Regions from separate parts of the Zea mays genome. Here region 2 is linked to region 1. The links are chromatin contacts, called in public Hi-C maps. All regions are on one chromosome and are shown on one strand. Each heading gives the region's core, a stretch centred on a gene start, on an enhancer-like site or on the middle of the called end of the contact. The rest is flanking DNA. Distances are from core to core; before and after follow the strand shown.

Evidence for each region. Hi-C and Micro-C count contacts between places; a contact is called where the count stands out from the background.
Region 2: a Hi-C map of leaf shows a contact between it and region 1, with 6 times the contacts expected there. The contact joins the promoter of LOC100282952 here to the promoter of LOC100277083 in region 1. A contact is called at or near these places in 2 of 25 Hi-C or Micro-C datasets (both in leaf).

What each region holds. Positions count from the first base shown.
Region 1 is chr1:296,260,077-296,266,592 of Zm-B73-REFERENCE-NAM-5.0, reverse strand. It overlaps LOC100277083, which reads right to left and starts at 2,881. Exons shown (of 3, transcript NM_001363972.1): 1 at 2,704-2,881; 2 at 2,442-2,538; 3 at 2,024-2,271. The coding sequence starts at 2,743. The coding sequence ends at 2,199. It overlaps LOC100384848, which reads right to left. Exons shown (of 2, transcript NR_160677.1): 1 at 5,198-6,516; 2 at 4,162-4,705.
Region 2 is chr1:296,461,625-296,468,140 of Zm-B73-REFERENCE-NAM-5.0, reverse strand. LOC100282952 (vesicle-associated membrane protein 725) reads right to left here and starts at 3,883. Exons shown (of 5, transcript NM_001155857.1): 1 at 3,533-3,883; 2 at 1,736-1,877; 3 at 1,527-1,647; 4 at 1,359-1,421; 5 at 331-790. The coding sequence starts at 3,722. The coding sequence ends at 644.

The DNA.
Region 1 (6,516 bases), core at 1,632-4,131:
AAACATTGTCAACTACAAAGTTGAATAACTTTTGAAGTTCTACAACTTTCATTTTGACACTTTTTTCATCCGAGGTAGTTTACAAAATTTGAATTTTAAATTTGATATACTTATATTCAATTTTTGAGAACCGAAATGAGTTCAAATAAAAAAGTTGTCAACTATAAAGTTTCATAACTTTTTGAGATCTACAACTTTTATTTTGATGGTTTTATCATACGAGGTCATTTGAAAAACTCGAAAAATTAAGGATAAAAAACCGCCACTAGGAATTGATTTCTATATGCGGTCCCTTAAGAAAACCACAACTAGAAATCATGGATTTTTACAGACGGTTTTCTTAAGAAACCTTATATAGAAATACATTTTCTAGTAGTGGTTTTCTTAAGAAACCGTCACTAAAAATAATATAGACGATTGATAACCGAATCCGTCTATAAAAATATATCGCACCGTATGTTTTAAGCTTTTTTTTTACTAGCGGGAGCTTCCTCTTGAGATGGCCAAAAGGGGTCCACTGGCGCCTAGTTTATTGTTGCTTGGGACTTGGTTCTCAAAGTAAAAGTCGAAGGCGGCCTCAGGGTAAGTGACCTTCACCTGAAACTCCTTCACCGGCTGCACACCTCAACAAGCTCATCCTCTCAGGCCCATCGACACGTTTGCCTAGCCACTCTCTCTGGTGACCATTAGAATGCCCTCCACTCGGTACTTCAAATCAATATATTAAATCATGTTTGTTAAGTTTAACCATGTTTATTTAAATCTAACCATAAGGAGATATGGTACTAGAAACTGATACCGGCCTATTTAAACTTGTTATCGCTGATATTTAAATGTGAATCATTACTATTGTCATTTACGTTACATTTTATCCGGCACCTAAAATTCAGAGGGGATACACTAAAAACGACCATGGTTCCATTTGAGAAATAAATGGTACATTCCATATGAGAAATCAACGGCGGACTTTTATATTGCGCATAACTTCTTTACACGCGGGCGTATCCCCTCGCCTGTTTTGGGCCGGTCAGACACGACCCAGAAACGGGCTCAAAGTACGGCCCGACACGAAATATATTGGGTCGTGTTAGCACGACATGAATAAAGGGCTGGTCTAGGCTTTGATTTTGAGCCCATCGTACCACCCGGTCCGGCACAAGTGACTGGGCCGTGCTCGGGGCGGCCCGACGGCAAAAAGGCCGGTAAAAATATGACATCAAAATTATATTAGATTTCATTATATATATCTTCAAAATGGCTTGTTTGGTTGTGGACCGTGCCTGGACCGGCTCGGTCCAAGACAAGCACGACGTGCTTTACTGCCGTGTCAGGCTTAGATTTTAAGTGTTTAGTTTAGTACGGTCCAAAAATATTAAAGACCGTGTCGGCCTGAAGACTTAAGGCCCAAGACACGATGGGCTCGTGCCGTACCGGCCCGGCCCAAGTTTCAGGTCTAGCCGCGACAAGCGCACCGACACCGAGCATTCATGGGGCTGCATTCCATGAGAGCAATCATCCGGCGTGGGTGGCAGCCAGAACGCTTCCAGACTGGAGTGGGCGAGTGGCTTCTAGAGCACAGACCACGCCTGGCGCGATCTGGACCGTCACCATCGTGTTGTTCTTCGGGCTAGAACCACGCCGAGAGCATAGCTAGCCGCCTAGCAGCCCTCAAACTCACACGCATGCGCAAGAAAATGGTCGTCTCCATCCATCGCCATCCCCGGCCCGGCCCTCCTGCGATCACAGCCTCCCCCGCCGGCTGCGCCTAGAGCCATTTCCTCCCGAATTCACGTGTCTGAAAAGGCGCCGGATTCGCATATATTCCGGTGACGGGACACACGGGGCTTTCGGTTGTGGCTTGCGTGCGACTGCAAGTGGAAGAAGGTGAGAAGCATCCGGTCTGCTTCTGCTCCTCTTCTCTATCCACCCAGTAGTCACCTCGCCTTCTTTTCAAAAAGCTCAGCCGCAGTGGTGAAGGTAAATGGTTCCCTTCCCAGGCGAGGCGCAGCAGGCCAACAAGAACTCAACGGCGAATATGTTCTCGATTCAGCAGCAAATTAGAAGCAATACCATGACAGATACACACCAACTCGACCGAGATACAGATCATCTCGAGCTTGAAGGTTGCAGGAATAAAGCTAAGAGTACAACTGGATACATACATATTATATATACCAATAGGTTCTTCCTCGTCTAGTCTAGCTGACGAAGATGATGGACGGGTCGCAGCAGCACTCGTCGATCAAGCAGCAGCAGCACAGCGCGGCCAGGCTGCAGAATAACCGATTAGATTATGATGGCGCAAGAACGTAACAGATGAAGCGAGAGCCATCACTTGGAATTAACCACACAGTACAGAGACGACAGAGCCTGCACAGTAAACTTGCGGCAGAGGAATAATAGAGAGAGGGTCAGAGAGTTGGCCGGCCGGGAATACGTACCAGCCTTCCAGGAAGCTCGGCTCCCTTCTGGGCGGCGGCGCGGCGTACTGCGGCGGCGCCATCACCGGCGGGCCCTGGTACGGCCCCTGGTAGTAACCTGTTTTTTTTTGGGTACACAAATCAACCAAGAAACGAAAAGTAACCTGTCAGCACCGGATCGACCAAGCAGTTCTATTCGTTTCTTCACACGGATCGGATCAAATCGATGAGGACGATGATGGATCGAGACGAGCAGCGTGGTGTGTATGTAGCGTGGAAGTACCTTGCGCGGGGTAGGGGTAGGCGTACTTGGGGTCACTCATCCTCTGCCCTTGCCGTGCTACCTCTTCCGGGGAAGCTGGACGAAGCGCGAGCAACAGACCACTGGAAAAGGGAATGGGGACTGCACGCGACGACGATTATGTTATGCCGACGGCAGACGGGTAATGGAGCAGGTGCGTGCTGGGCCGCCCGTGCCTCGCGCGTCACTTTATAGGCCCGCCGCAGCCGAGGTACGTGTCGGCGGCCTGAGGCATCCACGAACGCGTGTTGGACGGGTGGAACCGCCAGTGCAGGCAGCGAAGCATCTGGAGGAAACCCGCGGCCGCGTCTGATCATGCATGGGCATTGGCGGCTGGGAGGCGTTCCTTGGGCTTGGGTGCGTTACGTTACTTCCCTGCCAGGTTTTCGCATCTATACTACTGCTACAGCAATACAGCACATGACTTGCCTTTTTTATTTTTCTTTTTTTTGCTGACAAATGCAAGCGTGTTTCCGTTCCGTCTCCGTGTTTCTCTTCGCAACAAGTCCGGCCGGCGGCGCGGGCTTCTAGACCTCACTAGCATCTCAGAATGGACCGTCCATCCAATTTCAAACTTCCAATAATGATGTTCTTCTCTTCTCTGGTCAGCAGTGGCGTTTTAATTCGGTACGAAAGCTGTTTGAATGAGCGAGAAAAAAATCTTTTTTTTTCTTTCCAAATGTGGCTTCCTGCGAAATCCATCGGTGGACCGAGGACGCGCCATGGTAGCGACAAACTAGCTGCCTCTCTGATTCGAGACGTAAACATGCTGCTTTAAAGTTTGTCGGAATCAAGCTACGGGCTAACAAAACCGTTTCAATTCAATTTCCCGCTAACCAACGAAAACGAAAAACCAGACGATTTTCGGCGGATTTCAAATTTTCTAACCGGTTTATAAGTTCAAATTCAAAACGTAGTTTTCGTGAATCCTAGCCGAGCAACTGTCTCGGTAAAATTCGTTTTTTTTAGAAAACTTGGTGTACAGGTTTTCAAAATTTTAAAAAACGAATCTGTTTTCTCAGCCAAAAAAAAAACTAAAAACAAAATTGGCACATCGAGTCGACATCTGGTTTGATAAAACCTGATTTTAGACGGTTTTGCACGAACTAATCAAGTAACATGAGCCATTCCTGGTTTTGTAAGTTTTAGAATCCAAATGACACAAGTTCGTTTAATGACTGTTCCTGCATTTTACTCAAAAATAAGAAAAAAAAAACATGAGTGCTAGTCCAATCATCAGTACCGTAAGATGTTTGGTGAGATTTTCTCTCTTCTTCCAGTTGGAGACTTGGAGGCCAGCAGATCCGATTTTAATTGAAAACAAACACGCCATTATCATAATGTTCACAACATTAATTTTTATAATGGATATCATGGTCATCACAAAACGAATTAGTCTTTAAATTCCATAAATGGTGAAACATAAATAATGCTATGTATCACTCGTGTCATTGTTCTCCTAAATATTTGATAGTTTTTTTTCTCCGATCGCAACGTACAGACATGTTTGCTAATTGCTAGTATTAATTAAGAGGACAAGTTACAGTTAGGTTCTACTAGATGGGCAATACAGTTAGGTATTTGGCTTAATCGAACAGCTGTATGAACAGAGTCCTAGCTAACTGCGCTAACAAATGCGCCACAGAATTCTGCTCGCGGTTCACCTGACGTTTCTCCATTTATTTGAAGGCATCAACTACTTAACTTCCTTAACATGCATGAAAGGTAATCTCAGATCTATCCTCTTCTGAAGTCGTCAGACCATTCACCACTCATGAGCAACCTGATCCAAGGACCACCAGCAAATGCACCCATTGTGACACAAGGCAAAGTCTTATACATGATCAGTTTCAGCTTCTGCAGGACTTGACGAGTTCAATAAAACACGGCATGCTGAAAAGCATACATCACCTGCCAAAATACAAAATCCAGCATCTCCAATTTGCTCAACAAATTAACCTTGAAGTGCTTCTCTCTGATACACCTGCATTGCAATTTATATCAGCTATATATTCCATGAAAAGAAAGTTTGCATCAGCTATTTGTTAGTTACACATGACATAACCACCACCTAGGATTACATGAATGCCAGCATTGCAGATAATTGTATGGAGTGTATCACAGCAGGATTACACGATCCTACTGAATTATAGAATTTTTATTTGAAGTAACTCGAAGAAACCATGTTATCATGAAGACAATCAGCAAAGGGACTAATCAACTAACAGTTTCATTTGCTTCAAAATAATTCCATTATCTAGATCGTAAAAATGCTTATATACGTATGGAAGGAGGTTCAAACTTCAAAGCCTCTCACATATGAACAAAGCAGGCTAAATATCAGCTTTTCTATGTACATTGTCAAAAAAATAAGATAAGGTTAATTATCAAGAAAGAACGCTAGAATAAATTAAATAGCTTGGTAGCCATTAGAAGCAAAGCAAAATAGTAATGTGGTGCATTTCTAGCCATGTACCTCTTGTCTACTGACATCCAGAGCTGCAGCACAGACACAATTGGTGCTATGCCTCCACTTGCTTCAATTGTTAGTACAAGTTCCAGAATGATTAATCTGAACAGATTTTCATCAGCACGTAGTCATTTACTCTGGGCCCTAATAGTAACCTCCTAGAATTCTTAGCAATATGACCAGTTTCGAACTTCACAGGCTAATGGAACACACAAAGGTCAGTTAATCTGCCAGTGCCCATGAAACTTGCTACTACATGCTAACATTCATTGATAGAACAAAAAACTCAGCTGATGAGGGCATGAGGCCTCCACATCTCTTTAGCCAGTATGTGTTTGTGCTTCGACGTTCTCTAGTACAGTGCAAATTTCGCCATGTTGAGGATGTTGAAAACCACCAGCAACAAACTCATGCACCTCCCCATCAAGCTCAATTGAGCTGCACCCTGGTGTTTTCTTTATCTGCAGGTTGTTCATCTCCCGTCTCTCCCTGGCTAGACTGTTCCAGTCCTGCAATTTTGCATACAAGCTGGACAGCATCACCTTTGCCCAGGGGTCACCTGGATCTAACCTGGTGAGCTCAGCTGCTGCGATCTCGCCAAGCTCCACGTTGCTGTGAACTTTGCATGCGTTCAAGAATGCACCCCAGATTACTGCATTAGGCTTCATGCGCATGGTCCTGATAATGTTGTATGCTTCTTGCAGCCGCCCAACACGACCAAGAAGATCAATGACACATCCATAGTGTTCAATTTTGGGTGTGATTGCATACTTCTCCAAGGAGTAGAAGTGTCGAAGGCCTTCGTCCACAAGTCCACAGTGTGCACAAGCATTTAGGACCCCAACAAGAGTAACATCATCAGGGTGTATGCCATTGTCTTGCATCATACCAAACATTTTTAGAGCATCAGCAGCCCTGCCGTGCATTGCCAATCCACAAATCATGGTCGTCCATGAGTACAGATCCCTCGCCTCAGGTGCCTTCTCGAACACCTGAAGTGCCTTTTCGATGCTTCCACATTTGACGTACATGTCTATCAAGGACCGATCCAATGAGCCATCATCATTCATGCGGTTCCTGTCAACAAAGGCATGGACCCAAATCCCAGTCTCTAAACAACCGGCACCTGCGCAAGCAGCAAGGACAGTGCTCATTGTAGGTCCATTTGGATACACTGGACATGACGACGGCGATATCATCTGGCGGGACAACTCTAGCGCCTCCATAAATCGACCAACAAGGGAATACCCGGCAATCATCGTGTTCCATGACACTACATCCCTCCTTGGCATTGCAAGGAACAGCTCGTAAGCATCGCCAACATT
Region 2 (6,516 bases), core at 2,634-5,133, 200 kb before region 1:
AAAATCATATAAGTAAGAGAAACCAATATTTTAACACAAGTTTTTTAATTCATGCCTCACTTCGTACGCCGGCTCAAACACGACTCATCTAGTCATGTCGTGCCATGCCACCCACCCTTTGTGCCTAAATTTAAGGTACAACACCATCAGAACGACCCATTTTTTTATGCCGTGCTTTGAGTTCTTATTTTCGTGTCGTGAAATGGACCGATCAAAACTTTCAGGACCGATCAAAACTTTCAGGGCTAGTCATGTTGCAAGAGCCTGAAACGGAAAATCGATTCCGTGCTCATATTTTCCAAGCTGCATTTCTGAGGTAAACGAGGTAAATGCAAGATGCTCCCAAATGCGCACATTGCCCAAAGGAGCAAACGGCTGAGTCACACCAGCCCTTATAAGTACAGTAAATCTATTCATATCAAGGCTACACATATAGCGTCCAAAAATGCACAATAGTTATGACAGTTGACACAACAAACCCAGTCACCATCCATCATTTATCAAACACTACGACAATGTAAAACACCTATGCATAATGACCGGGCCACAGCACACTAGCGAAACAACAAAAGATCATACTTTTTTTTGCTCCAAGCAGCAGTATAATAGGTGCAGTTGAATGTATCAGTATTCTGGTCTGTGCTTAATGGCATTTGAAACCATGACAGACAGAGAGGATAATGATCAGAATGAGTGCGATGATTATTCCCAGGACGATGAGCTTGATTTTCATGTTCTGTAACCACATCTTTCTCCTGACATTTGTTCCCTGCTGTCTGAAATCTTGTGCCTGCAAACAGACAGATTATAAGAATCTGGCCATTGTTTCACATACCCCAAATCGACCATGCAAATAGGAGTTACATAACAAAATCAAAATAGATTTAAGATCAAAAACCCAAAAAAGGCATCGATTGAAAGGGCACCCAACCCTTAAAAGAAAGGTTAGGCTATCAATCTCCAGCAGCTCTCTTATCTCATCTTCTATTTCAAACACAACACTGTAAACAGTGTTAGTGCAAAACAGTATTTTACACGGCCATATACAAGATCTGCGGACACTGCCTTATGCATTCATTTCAATACTTCGTATTTATAATTGCATATAATGCTAACAAGACAATGACAATATTCTTGGTATTTGGCATAGTATGCTGCTTAGTAGCTTATATATATTTCAAGCTTTCAGCATTTATTGAAATTGATTTCCTTTCTAACCTACAGATATTCTGACATCTAAGGAAACTAACCTGCCCTCCTAGGCAATATGTACATTATTCAGTGGAAAATACCAGCTACAAAAAGAAAACAATACAATATTCAGTGGCGCACTACAGAGCAAGGAATTCCATGAAGACCTGTGAGCGAAGATTCTCGGTCTTGTCGACAAGCAGCTCAATCTTCTCTCCACGATCCAGAACCTGCATTGAAAAATGGAAAAAGAAAAAAGCAATCAGAACATTCTTACAGTGGCCCTCAATACCAGCAGTCTAGACTGTAAACCATGATCAATCCACAAAGTGTACCTTTTCAATGTTTTCCATCATAACACCCTTGACTTCTGAAACCTGCGCCTTCACTTTGGCCAGCTTGCTAACCTCTTCAGGGTGATCCACACAATACTGCATGTGTTCTTTAAGTTTTGATCTGCAGAAAGTACATATATTGTATTAAGGGGGGGGGGACTAGTGAGGCACAATATATTCACTGAGTTCAAGACCTTGGTGATACATACCCAAACTCTCGATTGAGGCTGTTAGCTGCAGCAGTAGCAGCTTTCCCACCACCATACCTTTTTGTGAAATCCTCCTTAACCCTATCCATGAAAGCAATAGGAATTTGTTGCCCCACCGATTCAACAGCAACAACACAGTATGCTGCAAAGCAAAGTGGGGCATTAGGCCTGCAGACTTGTAGTTTTCGTCCGTAATTTCAAATGAGTTAAATGCATGATAAGCCCCTGAAGTGTTAGTGCCACTTTAGTCCATGAACTTTGAAAGCACATTTCTAGGCCCCTAAACTTGTTTAGGGGTGCACCACAATGGCGGTATGGTCCAAAAATGGACCTGTGATGCACCATTTTACAAGTTTAGGGATGTGGGGTACACCATAAACAATTTTAGGGACCCAAAACACATTTACAAAGTTTATGGGCCTAAGTGACACCCTTTGACAAGTTTAGGCATCGCTGATGCATTTAACTCATTTAAAATTGACTGGCATGGCATTATTGCAACACAAACCAAGTTCGTTTAAGAAGTGCGCAGTTTAAGGGTGGTAGACAAGCACTTTCGAGTTCTTAAATGTGATAATGTTGTTACAAATACTATAGTGAGAATAACAGTAAGATGATGCTGTTACAAATACTATAACTGGTAAACAATCCATTAAATGCGCTTAACATGATCTGATTTCACATTGAGTGCACGCCTCACCTCTTAATGATACATGTATCAAGTATGAGTTGACAGGGAAAAGGCCCAGGTATGAAACAAAGCAAGACAAAAGACCAAAAGAGAACAGAACAAACACTAATTTTGCAATAGTGTAAGGGGGTGTTTGAATTCGCTAGAGCTAATAGTTAGTTGGCTAAAAAATTACTGGTGGAATTAGCTAGCTAACTATAAGCTAATTTGCTAAAAGTAGCTAATAGCTGAACTATTAACTAGATTGTTTGAATGTCTTCCGCTAATTTTAGCAGCTAACTATTAGCTCTAGTGCATTCAAATACCCCCTAAGTATTCTTAGAGGAGAGTCATTCTGATATTATGTAGGATGCATCAACATACCCTTAGTCTAATGCAAAGACAGATTACCTACCACACCTGTGCCATATCCGGTTATTATTTATGAAATCATCATTGATGGCAATGTCTCCTCGAAACAGGAGTACGTCGAAATAGAACTTATGGCCTATGGAATCTTACCGTGACATTATACCATAATAAAAAAAGATAATATTATATTCAAATCATCATTCAACAAAAACAGCAATCATACCGGTTCTTAAATCACGAGGAATTACTTAAAAGATACAAATGTGCATGCGTAACAAGGAGCCAAAAAAACAAGCACGCAACAGTCACCACCAAATACATCTACTAAAAATAGCAAACTTATAGGCAACAGGGTGAACTGCTGCCATCGGCTGCAGCTAATGCCATGAGCTTAACTGAACAAGATTCAGCAAATACCACGGCACTCCACGTATCTACAAATACTGTCAAACTCGAGTCTCAAACAATGCCTGTCATCTAAGACTTCACCAGGTAACTAAGGGTATAGCTAAGGCGAGCACAGGGAGCATTTCCCTCCATTTCCCACACAGCACTAACTGTACAGTACCAGCCAACATGATCACCAAGTGCAATCAAAACGACCTAACCGCATATCGACCAAATCAGCAAGATCTACACACAGGTGGCCACAATCAGGCATGGCCATGCCTGGTACAGACAGATCGGTTGAACTCCGCAACGAATCGCACGGCTAATAAAAAGGATCATTCGAGAAGGCAGGACAGACAACTCACTGAATCCGTCTTCCACGAGGTAATTGAAAGTGTGACCGTCGCAGTTGTAGGTGAACTTGTTGTTGCTTGCGGGGAGCTTCATGAGGCACTGGGAGGCGATGGTGGTGAAGTTGCCGGTGAACTCCGTGTACTCGGCCAGTATGACCGTGCCACGGGCCACGAACGCGTAGATCAGCGACTGCTGCCCCATGGCTGCCCCCTCGTCGTCCCTGCTTTCCCCTCTTCCCCCGCTCGTGGAGTTTGGCTCGCCGCTGGCGAAACCCTAGGGCTGGACTGGATCTCCGCGAGGTGGAATGCGGGGGAGGGGGAAAGGTCGGTTTCGCTTCTCCGTGGAGTGGGAGGAGGGGTAATAGTCGGGGGTGGAAAAGGAAAGGAAAGGAAAATCAAATTTTGTTGATGGAGTTTTGCATGACGGTCCTTCGAACAATTTTATTAGTAGTGATATTGGCTTTGCTTAGACTCGAGACTTTGATCAGGCTTCGGTTGACGAGCTGTCCAGCCCATGCCTCATGGTTGTCTCCCTTTGTCGTTAAAAAAATTTTTCCTAAAAAAATTACCTTCCCCCAATTGTGTTAGTTCAAGAATCAAGATAGTGGAGTCACTGTCACTCTATTATAGGCCGTGTTTGGTTAATGGCAGTTATTTTGAAAATATGTTACGGATCCAAACGCAGCTTTATGAAAAATCACGTATACGCTTCAAGTGCACTTTAATTATAAAATACAGCTAAAATATAATATAATACAGGGGACGTGGACGTGTCTAAAACATATATCTAGCTATATTTATTATATCAATCATTGACCAATCAGCTAATTCCATGTCTCGAGCATAGAGTCAAGAAAACGTCTTGAGTTTTTTTATGTTTACCCCCTTAAACACAATCGAAAACACAGATCAAGACACTTATTGTACATGCCCTAATATGTACAAACCAAACGCGGACATAGTTCATTTAGACAAAGCAAAGCTTTATATGACTACGGCACTATTTATGTAATGTATTTTCACATAAAATTATTTTCTAATGTTTAAATACATGTTTAACTTCAGTTGTTAAAACTAGGACACTTCATAAGCTGGTGAAAGATATGATATTTAGCGAGGCGATCGATATCAAGGTGTACGTGATGTACGGGACTAGTGAACACCTTTTTCCTCCTATTTTAGTTATCATGCTTGAAATTTTATATTATCACAAACTAAGTATGTAAGCATGTTTGATTTTAGGTTCTACCTCTGTAATTGATGAACAGTGAAGATATTACTTCAGGTTACTAGTAAATTACGCGCGCATTCGCGCGTGCTATAGCAGAGCTTATCGTCACCCGTGCCACCGCGTGGATGACGTCGTGCGCCTCCGTCTCGACGACGCATTGAGCGGTTTGAAGCATTGTCCAATGGTGACGCGCATGGACGGCAGGGTCGTCAACGACGAAAACAGCGTTGGCGTGGATGGTGTTGTGCACCTGCATCCGGCATCCTGGAGGAGAAGCGGTGAGGAGACATTATTATTGTTCATTATGGCGACAATGATTTTTAGACTCTACAATGTGTATGGAGGATGCCTTGTCGACAGTGGCTACGGCCGCTAATATGGAATTGGACAACGTACATAAAAAAGAACGACATGGATATCTGACTTTGCAGTTTTGCTCCCATTTTTTGGCCAATACAGATATTGAAATGGTAGTATGGTTCTGATAAGTTGATCGTGGAGAGGTTCACTATGGAACCTGAGTCTAATAGAAATAATCTAAAAACACACATAATTAACCTAGAATCATAAATATGTTTTTTCCACCTACATCTAATTAATAAATTTACAATTAGCATCGATGAAGTAACTTGGATTGGAGACCATAAGGTGATGATTCTCCAGGGAGTGCAGGTTAGGTACACATCATAAAATTTATACAAACCAGAGTCGAAGGCAGAATATCAAACATATTAGTGACATCCAAATAAAATGTCAGGTATGTGGCTTCAAGAACGAGGCTCGCATTGATGTATATATATGAGTTAATCACGGGGGTACTGTAAACCAAGGTATATCATTGTGTCCACTGCCAACGACATGGAAAAATACCTGCGAAAAATTATAGAATAATGGAACATATATATGTACATTTAGAGACTTTTCGCCGGAAAAAATAGCAAGTAAACTTGTTTTGGGCATTGAATCGAGCACTTGAAGGGCACAAAACATCAAGAGTAGAGCATGACCCAGCGTTGCTGCAGACGAACCTGAAGGCCTTGGCCCCGCAACATGTCGCCGATCTTGTGATACGACACGTCGAACATAGCCACGACGGAGGTCTGATTGGCAAAGTCGCTACTGCCGCCGCCGCAATGGACCTTCTACCGGGGCATGTTGCAGTAGAATTGGTCGATGACGATGGCTCGCTGACGCCATCCACGACACCATTGGGCAAAAGCGTAAGCCGCGGATGTACCTAGTCCCAACACTGTGATATGCGATCGGAGATTGTGCACCTCAAAAGCGAGCAGAGGTCTGAATGAAGTTGCTTTCTATTTAATGTGACCCCTTCATGCTTCGTGCTCTCTCTAGAAACGTCCTCGACGTTCGGAGGACCTGAACGGCCTTGTCCGTCTTTCTAGAGACCACTACTATAGTGCTACTTGACCTTTCTGGAGACCGCTGCTACTTGAGAAGCTGAGATACGTTCGTGGCCCTTAAAACAGTATCGAACGACTGAAATAAAATAAGCTGGCGTGGACGTACGTGGGAGCAGATTTGCTCCGGCGTTTAATATATAGAAATATATTTTTATGTAATATTTTGTTATAGTTTTTAAACTATGTTATTTTTATTATACTTTTGTCATATTAATTTTGATTCGGTTCCAATAAACCCTAGACCCTCCCTAACAGTGAAGCTCTGCCTAAGGATATGTACGACATCATTTAGTATTGAGTCTCTTAAGATACCTTTAGAGGGTAAATAAAAAAGAAGAGACAAT